2 separate regions of the Mus musculus genome follow, and region 2 is linked to region 1. A link is a contact called in public promoter capture Hi-C data. All regions are on one chromosome and are shown on one strand. The core of a region is the stretch at or near the end of the contact, and the rest is flanking DNA. Distances in the headings are between cores, read along the strand shown. Region 1 holds the start of Arhgap33os (Rho GTPase activating protein 33, opposite strand). Region 2 holds the start of Pmis2 (PMIS2 transmembrane protein).

The links. Promoter capture Hi-C pulls out the DNA fragments that hold promoters and counts their contacts.
Region 2: a contact with region 1 is called in a promoter capture Hi-C map of liver. The contact joins the promoter of Pmis2 here to the promoter of Arhgap33os in region 1. A contact is called at or near these places in 5 of 39 promoter capture datasets (the C10 cell line, cranial neural crest, embryonic stem cells and 2 more) and 2 of 9 other capture datasets (adipose tissue and liver).

Annotation. Positions count from the first base shown.
Region 1 is chr7:30,510,119-30,517,936 of GRCm38.p6, reverse strand. Arhgap33os (Rho GTPase activating protein 33, opposite strand) reads right to left here and starts at 2,815. Exons shown (of 12, transcript NR_036630.1): 1 at 2,736-2,815. Prodh2 (proline dehydrogenase (oxidase) 2) reads right to left here. Exons shown (of 10, transcript NM_019546.5): 9 at 6,714-6,799; 10 at 4,535-5,127. The coding sequence ends at 4,955.
Region 2 is chr7:30,667,111-30,674,928 of GRCm38.p6, reverse strand. It overlaps Pmis2 (PMIS2 transmembrane protein), which reads left to right and starts at 3,324. Exons shown (of 2, transcript NR_027849.1): 1 at 3,324-3,429; 2 at 3,749-4,207.

The DNA.
Region 1 (7,818 bases), core at 1,566-4,065:
CTCCCCAGACCAGAGGTGGCCCTGCTGGAATCTCTGAGCAGCACATCCGCAGCCTCTTATTTACTTGTAGGCCTCTGCCATCTTCTGCAGTGACAACTGGCTTTCCACTCTCAACCTGTGCCCCAAAGGGATCTTCCTAAAACACAAACCATTGCCAAAACTCCATCATCCCAAACAAGTTGTTCCAAAATGAAAATACACCAACAGGGTGAGGCTTGTTTTACGAGGCCAGCGTGGATGAGTTTCCAGAACCAGAAAGTAAAACTGTACGTGAATTCCATTTATGAACACACAGGTATAAACCTGACTTCTTCCCAGAAAGCAGGCACCATTCACCCTAAGAAAACCTATCAGTGTAATCAACTTTCACGGATTAAAGGACAAAATTAATATGTCCTGGACTGCTCAGTGGCAGAGCCCCTGCCTAGAATCCCCCAGTGAGGAGCTGGGGGCGTGGCTCAGTGGTAGAGCCCCTGCCTAGAATCCCTCAGTGAGGGGCTGGGGGTGTGGCTCAGTGGTAGAGCACCTGCCTAGAATCCCTCAGTGAGGGGCTGGGGGCGTGGCTCAGTGGTAGAGCACCTGCCTAGAATCCCCCAGTGAGGGGCTGGGGGCGTGGCTCAGTGGGAGAGCCCCTGCCTAGAATCTCCCAGTGAGGAGCTGGGGGCATAGCTCAGTGACAGAGCCCCTGCCTAGAATCTCCCAGTGAGGGGCTGAGGGCGTGGCTCAGTGGCAGAGTGCTTGCCTGGCATGGATAAAGCACTGGGTTCTATCTCTAGCTCTAGCACCAGTGGGAAGAAAAAAAAATCACACTTTAGCTTTGATGATACAGAAAAAGGGAAGGCAATGAAGTGTAACACCTGTGTACGATTCCATCCTCTTAGGGAGAAAAAACTCAGACGACTTAGCCGGGAATTGCTAATTATGATTACACTTATAAACCCCAAATAGCAAACATGATACTCAGTGCACAAACAGATTTAATTCTTTGTTATTTGTTTGTTTTCAAGACAGGATTTCTATGTAGTTCTGGCTGTCCTGGAACTCACTCTTAGACTAGGCTGGCCTCGAACTCACAGAGTTCGTCCTGCCTTTGCCTCCCAAGTGCTGGGATTGAAGGTATGAGCCACCACCACCCAAGAGACTTAATTCTTTATAGATATATATCTATATCTGTGTCAAATGGCAACCGTGGTTTGGGAGTTTAGTCTTATACTTTAAGAAAAAATACTTTTTTTTTTTTTTGGAGGCAGGGTTTCATTAGCACAGGCTATGTCATTAGCACAGGCTATGTCATTAGCATAGGCTTCTCCCACAGTCTTTTTCCCCCAGCCGCAGCTTTCTGAGGAATAGAATGGCACGTGTGCCCTGTTTTCTCCCTTTTCAACTAACAAAAATATTAAAACCCAGCAAAAAAAAAAAAAAAAAAAAAATCACAGCTACTAAGCAAGTTCCGACAGTGGCCAGATACATAACAGAAATCAGAGAAACTTGTGAAATTGTTGAATGTTTGTCTCAATGGGATTTTCCCAACCAACACCCAACAAAATCCAACACCATTCCCTCATCTTCTCAGGCTTTTTTTTTTGAGACAGGGTTTCTCTGTGTAGTCCTGGCTGTCCTGGAACTCATTCTGTAGACCTGGCTGGCCTCAAACTCGGAAATCCACCTGCCTCTGCCACCCAAGTGCTGGGATTAAAGGTGTGAGCCACTACTGCCCAGCCTTCTCAGATTCTTATTGTCTGGGTTCAATACCTTTTTACTCTCCTCTCCCCACATCTGGCTAGTCACACACATGCCCAGCTTGGACTTTAGGGCCTTGGCCCAGGCCATCCCAGCTTCCAAGGATCCCTTCCCCCAGTTTTCTGCAGAATGGTTTACACTGTGAGACTCCTATCACACGCAGCACAACCCCTCCCCACCAACTACATTTTGTTCCCAACGATCGCGAGGCCAGCTTCACCCTGATAGCCCATCTCTGACCGTAGATCTTGGCAAGCAACAGCATAAGGACCCTGGCACCCAGTTCTGGACCGGCTCAATTGAAGTTGTCCCTCCGTGGTTGGTTCTTTCCCCACACCACACCGGCAGTGGAAGCTCACCTCTGCGCAGAAGCCTGGCTAGGCCCCAGCATGGGCCTCTGGCCATAGCTAGGCGATGCAGACGCCCCACCTGGGCGTTTGGATCCCTCACGGAGCCCAGCTCCACAGGGAAGCGGGGAGCCTGTGAATGCATCTGCAGCCCGCTTAGAGCCTGTCAGCTCCTGGAATGGGGTACACTCCTGAGGGGAGGGCGGGGATAAAGGACAATAGGGCTAGCTAAGGAGCAGTCTACTTGAGAAGGGAATTTGGGAGATTTCTGATGGGAAATCTACCGTCTGGTAGGCCGGGCCAGGGAGCTGCACACCATTAGACCAGGAGCCCGAGGGATCAGAAGTGATAAGTGGGAGGTTTAGGGCAAGGGCGGGCATTTCAAGGAAAATTTAAGGGCTTTGGGCAGAATCTGAGCCCGGGTAAGGCTCTGAAGTATCAAAAGGCTAGGAGGCCCGGAAGGCTGGTGGGGTCTGCGGGCTGGGAACATCTTAGGTGTTTCCAACACAGACGTGGGGTCTGAGTGAAAGAGGGCAGGGCTGGGGCTGGAGGTGGAGTATGGAGATGAGGTGGGTGTGGTGAAGAGCCGTGGGTCCTGAAAGCTCCAAATAGTTCTGGGCCTGGACTCTGGCCCAGCCAGGTACCTACCGTTGGGCGCTAGTGTGACTGTCACGTAACCGTGATCCAGCCACGGCTGTCTGTGCTGGAATTCTAGATGCAGATATGCCGGCGGCTTCCTGCTACCTCGCACTTGCGCAGTAGCCTGCCCTAAGAAGCATTCCCCCAACCCGACCCCACCATCTCATAGCGAAGGTTCAGAGATGTTGACCCAAGGGTTTCAGTTGACTCTCCTTCCTCCTTGTGTGCTCCAGAACTTCAGGCCAGCCAGAATCTCTTAGTTTTTATTTATTATTTATATTAATTATGTGTATGAATATTTTGCTTGTATGTATGTAAGCGCAGCACACGGGCTCCTAAAGTCCACGATAGACAAAAGAGAGGAACTGGAGTTAAAGGGGCGTGTGATCTACCCTGTGGGTGCTAAGAATCAAGACACTGGGGTGGGTGGGCAGCCCGTGCTCCTAACCGTTCAGCCATCTCTCCCAACTCCCAGCCATGCCATCCTGGACCCTCTTAACCGCGGTTCCGCATCTCTAACTGTCGTCCCGTGTTCACCATGACTACTTCCAGGCTCTTCCCTGAGCCCCATACCTGAAGGCCCTTCAGAACGTCTCCCTTTAGACATCACCTGGACTGTCGAGGCTGGCTCCATTCAGTTTTAGATGGTTGTCTCGCCTTGTTACTTAACAATATGCATCAAGAAGTTTCCCCTAACTTGTTCATAGTATTTGCCACTGTTTGAAACTGAAACAAGCTATGCTGGTATGGCTGCCTTTAATTTGGCTCACCGTCCACATGATAGAGAACCTGTTGCCATGTCCCCTCTGCCTGTAACTCCCATGATTCCTTGTTGCCTCTGGAGCACAGAGCAAGTCTAAAGGCCCTGTACTTCCCTTTATCCGTAGCTCCTCACTCCTTAATCTGAACCATTTCTCTATGGGATTTTTTTAGGTTGTTTGGTGGTGGTTTTTTTTTTTTTAATTTATTTAATATATGAATTCTCTGATGAATCATCTGCAGGCTAGAAGAGGGCACCAGGTCCCGTTACAGATGGTGGTGAGCCACCATGTGGTTGCTGGGAATTGAACTCAGGACCTCTGGAAGAGCAGCCAGTGCTTTTAACCACTAAGCCATCTCTCCAGCCCCTGGTTTGTTTGTTTGTTTTTTTGTTGTTGTTTTTTGAGGCAGGTTTTCTCTATGTAACCCTGGCTGTCCTGGAACTTGCCCTGTAGACGAGGCTGGTCTTGAACTCAGAAATCCGCCTGCTTTCCCATCCCAAGTGCTGTGATGAAGGCATGTGCCACCACCATGGAACTCCTTTCCATCTTTGTGGCTTTTATTATCATTTGCAGTGCTGGAGAGAGACTTTTTGTGCATGTTAAGCACATACTCTACCATCGAGCTGTGCCCCAGCTTCTCACGGGATGACTCTAGGCAAGTGTTCTGCCAGTGATCTATGTCCTCAGCTCTTGGGTTTTGTTGCTGTTGTTTGAGATAGAGTCTCACTATGTAGTCCAGGCTAGCCTAGAACCTGGAATCCTCTTGCCTGTGCTTCCGAGTGCCACATCTGTTTGAGACAGCATCTCTCACTGGAAACCTGTGGCTCACCAACTGGGCAAGGCTGGCCAACCAGTATCTGTGTCTCAGCCTGTATCCCCATGCTTGGAGTTTTATGTGGGTGCTGGAGAGTAAATCCAGGTCCTCAAGTTTGTGCACCAGGCATGTCACTGACCAAAACATCTCCTCAGCCTGCTCATCGGTGCTTATTAACTGAAGGAATGACCCACCCCTTCTGAGCAGTCATTTGTCGTAGGCCATCAGTGTCTGCTATTCACCTGTGTTGTTTATTACAAATCCTCTGAGAGGGAAAGAATTCTTGACTAGATCCCTGGCTAAGCACATTGAAGGATTAATTACCCTTCGGTTACCAAGTCACTACCACCCTAGGCTAGCACTTCTCCTCCCCTCCCCTCTCCCACTCCTCCTCTTCCTTCTTCTCACTCTGTAGTCCAGGCTGGCTTGGAACACATGGCCCTCCTGTCTCAGCCTCCCAAGTGCTAGGATAACAGGAGTGTGCCACCACACAGGACTAAAGATCTCTTGAGTCTCAGGCATGCCCCACCTGTCCGAGCAGACACCAGGGTCAGCCCTTTCCCCAAGGAGGCAGCTTCTGAGAAGTACAGACAGGGCCAGGACTCGGGACCTTTATTGAGCACATGGCCCCTGATGGTGCTGATGGAGACATCTTAGGCCGTCCTTCCCAGCAGTCTCCGCCACAGTTCCTGGCTGAGTAGTGCCTGCTCCCTGCGGGCACCCTGCAGCACACTCCTGTTCTCCTGGGCTCTTCGGATCAGGTAGGGAATCACCTCCTCCAGGCAGCCATAGGGAATAGACTTGTACACCATATATCCAGCCTGCCCTGTTGGGATAGCATTGGCAGAGTGTGGGGCTCAGAGAGAGGCGTTCCTGGGTATCAGCAGCAATAGCGACTTCCCTTGCTTAGTGTGCATGGCACACGAAGTGCGTTAGACACAATCCATCACTAAAACACTCCCCAGCACACACCTAAAAGTGATAATTGTCTTTTTCTCCTTCTATCCCTCCCCCTCCCATCCTTCCGTCCTTCCTTCCTTCCATCCTTCCTTTCTTCCTGCTTGTTATGAGATTGGCTTTTATTAAGTAGTCCAGGTTAGACTCCAATCTAAATCCTTCTGCCTCAGCCTCTTGAGTGCTAGGATTAAAGGTTTGCACCACCACACCTCAGTTGGGGGCTGGTGAGATGGCTCAGTGGTTAAGAGCGCCGACTGCTCTTCCAAAGGTCCTGAGTTCAAATCCCAGCAACCGCATGGTGGCTCACAACCATTCGTAACGAAATCTGATGCCATCTTCTGGAGTATCTGAAGACAGCTACAGTGTACTTACATATAATAAGTAAATAAAATTAAAAAAAAAAAAACCAAACAACCTCAGTTGATTAAGATACTACACAGAGAGCAAGAAGTTCAAGAAACCTTGGTTGTGTTGTGGGACATGCCTTTAATCCCAGCCCCCAGGAGTAACACAGAAGTGTTTCTGTGAGTTTGAGACCAACTCAGTCAATGTGGATATTCAGGCCAGGCAGGGTTACATTACAGATCCCTGTCTCAAAAATAAAACAAAAACAAAGGGCTGGAGAGGTGGCTCAGTGGTTAAGAGCACTGACTGCTCTTCCAGAGGTCCTGAGTTCATTTCCCAGCAACCATGTGGTGGTTCACAACCATCTGTAATGGGATTCAATGCACTCTTCAGCTATCTGAAGATAGCTACAGTGAACATAGAATTTAGAAAAAGCAAACAAATAACAAAAACACCTACACATGTAGATTGAGAGCAAAATGGTCTTTGAAAACACATCTCTGTGTTGTGGTGTGTGTGTGTATGTGTGTGCGTAGGTCAAAGGACAGGTTTGGGGTTTGATCCTCTCCTTTTTACCTTGTGTGAGAAGGGACTCTTTGCTCTGAATAAATCTAGACTAGTTGGGTTACAAGCTTCTGGAGGGTCTCCTGTCTCTGCCGCCCATCCCCATAGTTGTTCTAGGTTGACTGACATTTGTACTACTGTCTGGCTTTTGCATGGGTTCAGGAGATCTGAACTAAGGTCTTCAGGGCCACACAGTAGGCACTTTACCCATTGAGCCATCTTCCCAGTAATAAAGAACTTTGGCCATCCTTAATACCCCACAGATGGAGAGAAATTGGGCATGAGACACTAGGGACTGCAGTCAGACCCTAAATAACGCAGGCAGTATGGCACCATAAACAAGAACCAGCACAGATCAGGAGAGAAGACGCAGGGCACAGCCCAGCAAGGGCCTCAAATATTGGAACAGTCTGGGAGATCATTCTGGAAGGAAGTGGAGCCCGTTGCAGGTTCCATGTGAGAGTGGGAAGAGGAGGGATCTGCTGAGAGGGAATAGGGGTGAAAGGTGGCGGTGGATGGAAATGGAGGGATGGGCCATTCACATACCTAATGCCAGGGAGACATGGTCACACATGCCCAGAAGTTGTCCAAAACAGACAGGCCCATCCAGAGGAATGCCCAGCTCCCACATGCTGCAGAAAGGGTCACATTGTCACTCCAGATAGTGGCTAGATCTAGAGAGCAAGCCAGCCATTACCCACCCAAGAACTCAAGTATGGAAGAACCGTTGGGCAGATGGAGCCACAGTTCCACACCCACAGATTTCAGCCAGGGATCGGACACAAGGTGCATCAGGTGGAACGCCTGCATAGGTTTCCCCTTAGATTGTCCTTAACTGCGTAGCTGTTTATGTAGCATTTATATTCGTTATTCTAGGTATTATTAATGAGCCTGATGACTTTAAGCATACAGGAAGATGCTCGTGGGTCATAAGCAAATATTCAAACATGACATCATCTGATATGAGGGCCTTGAGCAGCTGGAGATTTTGGTTTCCATGGAGATTGGTCCTAGAACACAATTTCTACAGATTCTGAGAAATGACTCTATCCCCAGTCTCAATGGTAAATAACCACCGCAGGGCTGGAGAGATGGCTCAGTGGTTAAAAGCACTGACTGCTCTTCCAGAGGACATGGGTTTGACCCCCGGCACCCACACTGCAGCTCACAGCTGTCTCTAAGTCCGGTTCCACGGGATCTGATGCCCTCTTCTGGCCTCTGTAAGTCCCGGGCATGCACATGGTGGACACATATGCATGCAGGCAAAATACCCAAACATAACCTTTTAAAAATAAAAATTAAATAAAATCTAATAAAGAGCTCTTCCTTTGCAGAGAATCCCAGTTCAGTTCCGAGTGCCTAAGGCAGGCAGCTCACAACTGCCTGCAGCCTTGGTTCCAGAGGACCTGACACCCTCTTCTGACTGCCCCTGCATCTTGCATTCATGGGTGCACACATACACATACATATAATAAAAATCAAATCAAATCAATCGATCATTAATCAATCAATCACAACTCCCAGGAGCTCTCTTGTGAGTCTTAGCTGCATTATGGAATCCTCAGTACTCCCTGTGTCACAGTAAATACAGGACAATGCCCTGTCACACCTGAGCCTACAGGATATATGTAGGCATAGAGTCCATTTTTTT
Region 2 (7,818 bases), core at 2,075-4,574, 160 kb before region 1:
AGGCATGCCTAGGCAACTTATGGAGACCATGCCTCAGATTTTAAGGGGGCTGCAGAGATAGCCCAGCAGTCAGGAACATTTGTTACTCTTGCAAAGGACTCAAGTTCAATTCCCCAGCACCTATATACCAAGTGACTCACAACTGTCTGTAACTCCAGATCTAGGGAATCCAATGCCCCCTTCTGGCTTTTGTGGACACCTTCACAAACACACACACACACACACACACACACACACACAGACAGACACACACACTAAATCTTTTAAGCGATCCATGATGGCCCAAATCTTTAATCCCAACACTCAAGAGATAGAGGCAGGCCAGCTGGGTCTACATAGCAAGTTTCAGGCCACCCAGGGCTACATAGTGAGAACCCATCTCAAAAATTAAAAATGCTTGTTTAAAGGACTACAGATGGAAGTGGGTGGGTTGGAGAGCAGGGGGAAGGGGATAGGGGATTTTTAGAGGGGGAACTAGGAAAGGGGATAACATTTGAAATGTAAAGAAAGAAAATATCTAATAAAAAAAGAAAAAATAAAGGGCTACAGATATAGCTCAGTGCTAGAGTGCTTGCCTGAAAAAGATGAGCCTCTGCATGCATGTGTGTACATGTGTGTACACGTGTGCCCTACTCAGCTGAACCCCAGTGGTATTATATGAGTGTCCACTGATGGTTATCACATGAATCGCTAATTACCACGTTGCTTGAAAAATATGATTCATTTTCCACCAGAGCACAACAATCTCCATAAGCTTACTTACCGACTTGCAGGTCTATGTGCCAGCTTTCCGGTCAGGATCTCCTATGGTTAAAATAAGGTGTTCCCTCTGCTAAATTCTCATTCAACATTCAGGCCGTCTTCCAAATGAATATGGTCATGGCTGATTTCAGAAGCCTGCTGTTCCTGATGGCTAGCTAAAGGTTTGTATCCCTTACTATGTAACTCCTTATAGCTTCAAGTCCTAAACAAGCAGCTTTCTTTTGCATCCAGTCCACAAGTCTCTTTGGTCAATAAGACCAAGGTCCTTTAAGAACTCACTTTATTATTTTAGCCTCACAACCATATTCTTTCCAACACAAGGTCAACTAACTGGTGATCCCCCCCCCCCCCAAAGACAGGGTTTCTCTATGTAGCCCTGGCTGTCCTGGAACTCACTCTGTAGACCAGACTGGCCTGGAACTCAGAAATCTGCCTGCCTCTGCCTCCCAAGTGCTGGGATTAAAGGTGTGCACCACCACCACCACCCGGCTCTGACTGGCAATCTCAATGGCATCTGCAGAGTTCCTTCATAGTTTCAGTAACTGACTGAATAACTAGCAAGAAGTATATTCGTGAGGTGCCGCAGACCCTCTTGGGCCCCTTGTCTGCGTTGAACGGGTCTCTGGGTGCAGATGGGCAAGGAGTCGGCGAATGACAGACAGATGCACACAGGAGATTGTGTAGAATCTGAATGTATTGTCACAAAGTGAGTACCAGTCTTATATAATACAGAAAATAAAGGGGGTAGAAAGTCACAGCAGGCAAAGTACATTGAAGTTGCCTGACACAAAACAAAGGAATGACTTCAAAAGGACTTACAGGAACCAGGTAAATGTTCACAGTAAAGATAAAGCAGTCCTGCCTAGGGTCAGCTTAGTGACAGGTAAAGATTTCACACCCTAGTCACAATTATTGCTACCTCTTTGAGCCTTGTGAAAGCTAGCACCAGGGGGTTCTGCTCTAGCAGACCTTCTCATGAACAATGCAATACCACAACCCCCCCCCCCCATTTCCTAGGCCCTGATAAATTCCTGTATGAGTGTAACTTTTAAGTATCTGTGGAGAATCTCCATTTGTCAGAAGAATTCACCAACTTACTTCTAATATGCATTGTAGCCTGCTATACCTGGCTGTAGTGAAGATCCCTGTCTCAGTGGGATTCCCTAACTTTTACATGGTAAACCCACGGATTAGCTAGGCCATTGTGTTTGGGTGAGACTGGCTACTGCCTCAAGTAAACACTCTGCAGACCAGCCCTGAGCTATTATGGCTAGGTTCTTTGTAATGCCTAATTAGTTTCACTGTCTCTACTAGAAGTAAATCTGAATGTTACTGAATAGGTAACCTCACTGGATTCCTACTGAATTCCCAGTTTGTCGGCTTTAAGGTCTTTCTGGGACATTGGAACACTGGCGAAGGCTTAGCTATGTCAGAATTCAATCTTTAAAGGCACTTATAATAAGACAATAGTAAAAGAGAGCACGTGGATCCATACACCACACTAACGCGGGGATAGGGTATGAATATACGGATTATGAGAACGCCAAAGTTCCAGGAGGTGAGTTTCCTTGAAACTCTTTGCCTCATGAGTGCTCCCAGGCTTCTCGGCCTGCCAAGCAAACTTCACTGGAGTGTGCGTAGCAGTGAGGCAGCAGGAACCTGGGGCAATCTGAAGAGTACACCCTGATGACTTCCTATGCCATTTGTATTTTTATAAACAGTTCTGGGGGACTAAAACCATTGAGCTATATCTACATTTAAGTGGCATTCCACTTTAAGGCAGTTCTTACATACATACATACATATATACATACATACATACATACAATTTTTCTTCCAGATATATAGGGAGTATGTCTGCAATCCTTATACTTCAGAAGGCAGAAAAGAGAGGGTCAAGAGATCAAACTCATTCTTGGCTGTCAAGTGAATTCCAGGCCAGCCTGGGCTATATGAAATCCTTTCTCAAATGCTGGGATTATAAGTGGCCACAGCTCACTCGGTTCTATCTATCTATCAATCTATCTATCTGTCTATCTATCTATCTATCTATCTATCTATCTATCTATCTATCTATCTATCTATCTACCACTTATCTTTCTTTCTACAGGTAAGATTTTGCTATTGAGACCTGGCAGGCATTATTTTGAGACAGGGCATCACTATGTAGTCCCAGAACTGGCTGTGTAGACCAAGTTGGCACTGCATTTACAGAGATTGGGAGATCTGCCTCAGTCTCTCAAGTGCTGTGATTAAAGATGGTCGCCACAATGCCTGGCTAAATCTAGCTTTCTCACAGGTTTATCTACCTACTCTTCTGAGGCCTTCCTTCTCCTATCCCTTGGTACTCGGCAGAAGAAAGAGGCAAGAGGCAGACTTTCCCACAATCAATCCCTGTGAGGGTACAAGAACAAAGTTGTCACAGCACCACACTTCCTTGGCACCAACTGTCTAAAAACAGCGCGACCACGCCCACCTCTTGAGAGTAGCCAATCAGGACTGGAGATGTCCTTACAGCCATTGTGAAGAATGTCCTTTGACTGCGCAGCTCTTAGGATTCTGGGTAGGGCCCGGGGAAGTTCGGTGGATCTGGGTCTCTATTTTCAAGACACCAGGATCTGTCATTGAGTGAAAAGATCATGGATACAGACGAACAAGGAGCCCCAGGTAGGAAGCCACTAGACCGTCCACAGACTCCAGATGAACTGAAATTTTACGCTCGGAATTATGTCATGCTGGCTCTCTTGGCGATGATTCTTTTCCTACCCTTTGGGATATTAGCCATATACTTCAGCATCCAGGTAAAAGTATCCCCGCCCCACCCCCCGCCCGCCTCCACTGCTCATCCTATCCTCTGCTTGCCACCTGCAACTGTTTGTGTCCTAGGTCTTGGGTCGGGCTCTTCCCACAGTGGCTATAGGGCTCCAACCCTCCTTCCAAGAGCTTCTTGTCTCAGAAACCCATACTCATGCTCCTACCCTTACAGACCAACGAAGCCAATAAATGCAGCAACTGGGAAGACGCCTACCGGAACTCATCTCGAACTATGTGGTTTAATATGTTGGCCATAGTAGCCTTTGTAGGCATCATTTATATACTTGTCCTAGTCCTATGAAAGCTACACATCAGCATCTACGGGCTCCTCCCCCAACAGACATGCTCACTTAGACTTTGACCAGCCATCAAGAAGAAACTCAGAGCTTCAGAAATGCCCTTGCCAAGAAACCCACCAACCAAAAAACTCAACATCCAAAAAACGGCCCCAGGCAGGCCACCTGACTACACTCCACCAGTTCATTCTCATTTGTCTTCCACGGCTGTCTAAAAGCATCTTGGAAGTCCACATCTCAAGTTCTAAATCTGCATAAGCCACTGAGCTGCTCTTTCATGAAAAAAAAAAAAATCACATTTCTGAGCCCAATAAAATTGAAGGGAATATCCCGGCTTTGCCTGTGTCTGGGTGTAGATGTTTCTCTGGATCAATAATAGTTTCACTGGAGCTATGTTGGCTTAGACCCTGTGAAAGTCAGACTGCAATAATGGTGCCAGGCTCTGTGGCACACATTTATAATCCCAGAATTTGGGAAGCAGAGACACTTACAAACACACACACATATTTTTTAAAATTGCACGTCTTTGATTTCCTGAACCTGTTTTTGTTGTAAAGTATACATAATAATTCATAATAAGATGGGAGTGTGTTTAGGAATCTGAATGTGTGTTTACTCTACATGACTTCCCTCTCAAGCTGAGGTGCTGGGCTTTTGGTGTCTCAGAGCAGGAAAAAAACAAAAAGCAAAAAACCAGAAACCTTGGCCACGTGTGCTGTCACATGACTTTAATCTCAGCACTCAGGAGGCAGAGGCAGGATGGATTTATGAGTTTTAGACCAGCCAGAGATAGTGAGTTTCAGGACTGCCAGGGCTGTGTAATAGAAAAACCCTATCTTGGGCTAGCAAGATGGCTCAGCGGTTAAGAGCACTGACTGCTCTTCTGAAGGTCCTGAGTTCAAATCCCAGCAACCACATGGTGGCTCACAACCACCCATAATGAGATCTGACGCCCTCTTGTGGTGCATCTGAAATCAACTGCAGTGTACTTAAGTATAATAAAGAAATCTTTGGGCCGGAGCAAGCATGGACTGAGAGAGCGGGGTTGACCAGAGTGAGCAGAGGTCCTAAAAATTCAATTCCCTTCAACATGAAGGCTCGCAACCATCTGTACAGCAATAGTGTACTCACATACATGAAATAAATAAATCTTAAAAAAAAAAAAAAAAGGTTCTTTGGAGCAACTCCCTTCTGTGTTTGGCAGTTCAGTTCACAGGTCGGCAGCAGCAGCTCCATCCACTTGCAAACACTTCACAGATACACTAGCAGTCCAGTTCAGTAGAGTCTGGATAGCAAACGAGAATCAGTAGAGGTGGCACTACCTAGCAGAGACAGCCAGGCCTTGAACCCTCTGGCTGCACAAGTATAAGTTTGGATCAGCAAACCCATGTAAAAGCCAGGGATTGTGGCCTGTCTGTATCCCAGGAGGAAGGCACAGATCCTGGGAACTCACTGGGCTAGTTTAGTTGGCAAGCTCCGGGTTCTGTGAGCTTTGTCTAAAAAAAAAAAAAAAAAAACCTAAGTTGGCCGACAGTAGAGGCAAATACCTACTGATGACCTCTTACCTCCAAACACTCACAGGCTAGCACAGGCACACACCCACTAACACAGATGAAGTTGCTGTTAACTACCAAAAGGTGGCAGTGTTGCTCACCTACTTGTCAAATCACAGCTGTCTTGTTTTCTTGTCCAGGGTTCCATAGCTGACTCAAGTTTCCCTCTTTTGCTTCATTCTTCATAGTACCACAATTGGTTTCTCTGAGTAGCCCTGTCTGTTCTGGAATTTGCTCTGTAGACCAGGCTGGCCTCGAACTCAGAGACCTACCTGCCTCTTCTCCCTTCCCAGTAGTGGGTTAAAAGCACTCCCTACCATGCCTGGCCCAAGATCTCTCTCTCTCTCTCTCTCTCTCTCTCTCTCGCTCTCGCTCTCGCTCTCGCTCTCACACACACACACAACACACACACATTTATCTAGATGATATAAATATATAGATGATATATAGATATAAAATTTATGTGTATGAATGTATGTCTGTGTATGTGGTGTCTGCTGGGGCCAGAAGAGGCCATTGGATCCCCTGTAATTGGAATTATAGGATGTTATGAGCCACCTGACATGGGTTCTGGGAACTAAACTCTGGTCTTTTGCAAAAGCAGTTTATCAATCAGTCTAGCTAGCTAGCTAGCTATCAATCTATTAATCAATCACTATTAATCATCTATAATTACCTATTATTTATCACCTATCTATCATGTGTATTTGTGTGTGTGCTTTGAGACAGTCTCAGACCTACATAGCCCAGGCTAGCCTCCAACTTGATTTGTAGTTAGGAATGACCTTGAGTTGATCTTCCTTACTCCACTTGCTGAGTGAAGGATTACAGTAAGCACAACCACAGCCAGTTTATGCAGTGCTCGGGACCGAACTCCAAACTTCATGCATAGTACACCAGCTACACTCCCTGACTCCTTAGCCCTGTGAAATCCATCCTTATTCTTGGAACATCCCCCTTCTTCTCTTACAAGTTTGAGTTGTCAACTCAAACTATGGGAGAGGTTCCTTGGTTTTGTTGATGGGTTTTGTATCTTCTGTCTGAGACCAGTTGATATTAGGATGTTCTCAGGGCCAAGGAAGGCTGAAATGAATGGGGTATTTATTAAAAGCTGAAAGACAGAAAGCAGTCCCATCGCCTGGACTGGTTTATATCAGCTACAGCAAGTCAAAGCTCAGTAGCCTGCAATCTACAGGTGATCCCTGGATGTCAGCCAAGTGAAAATCTGCTGTGACTAGAAACAGAAGTTAAAAATTTCTGGTAACTGGGGAAGGAAAGAAGTTCCACGACCAAGGAAAAGTTCCATTTTCAGGAACAGGCAGGTGTGCTTATGTGGATTCAAGTCTTGGGACTTCTTTGATTCCCTGAAGATTACGTGAATTTTTCAGTTCATAAAAGGAGGTATATTAGCACTACCATTGTATTAAAATAACAGTGTAGAAGAAGCAGTCAACAAGTATCTGCAAGACAGCAGAAATAGACACATGTCTTCAAGTCTTAGCAAAAGTATAAAACATGTTTCTTTAGTGAAAAGTTACATCTACAATCTGTTTATCTTTTAACACGAGGTCTGTGAGCAAGGCAAACCCATTTGTCCTCTGTTAATAAGAGACCTAGTAGCTTTAACTAGTTAATGAACTGACTGACGAACTGACACAGTGGGTGATTACCTGGATCAGGAGCTAGTTGCCTGTTGTTCCCTAGCTGACAAGCTACAGTTAGCCTAGCTGTCAATGTGATCAGAGAACTGAGAAGGATAAATTATAGTCTATATAACCTATGTATCCATTAAAAAGACAGAGACTAGTCCATAGTCCATTCCCTAGCCAGTCGTCTCAGACTGTCTGCATGGCTCTGGGAACAGAGGCAGTCATTGGACATTAGGCCCAAAGATGAGAGGCTTCTCTGAGGAGGAGAACATGGGAGAGACTGACCTCACCTTATCTAGGCAAAGTAGGATAATCAATTCTTCCATGTCTTGCTTGTCCAAAAGGGCTGAGCCCTAGCAGTGGGGCAGTCTTGCCCAGTGGTTAGCATTACCACAACCCAGATGGAGTCCTTTATACACCAAACCCCTGTGCCCATTATCTTCTTGGAAACCTTGGCAGGGGGTGTCACTGCTAGGATCTGGGAGTCTCTGTCAGTCATAATAAGTTTAAACATCTTAAATGACATATTCAAAAGATCTCTAACAGATTATAGCTGGTACCTACCAAACATACCTGAGTTAAACCATCCTTCTCTGCTTTTAGTGTTTATCATGACTATAAATATACTTCTGAAGATATTGAAGAATTTGATTATATTAACTTGCATTTTTTAATTATCCTCAATAGTTTACAGTAATTTAGTAAGCTTCATAAGATTAGAACTTCACATATTATAGCTGTTAT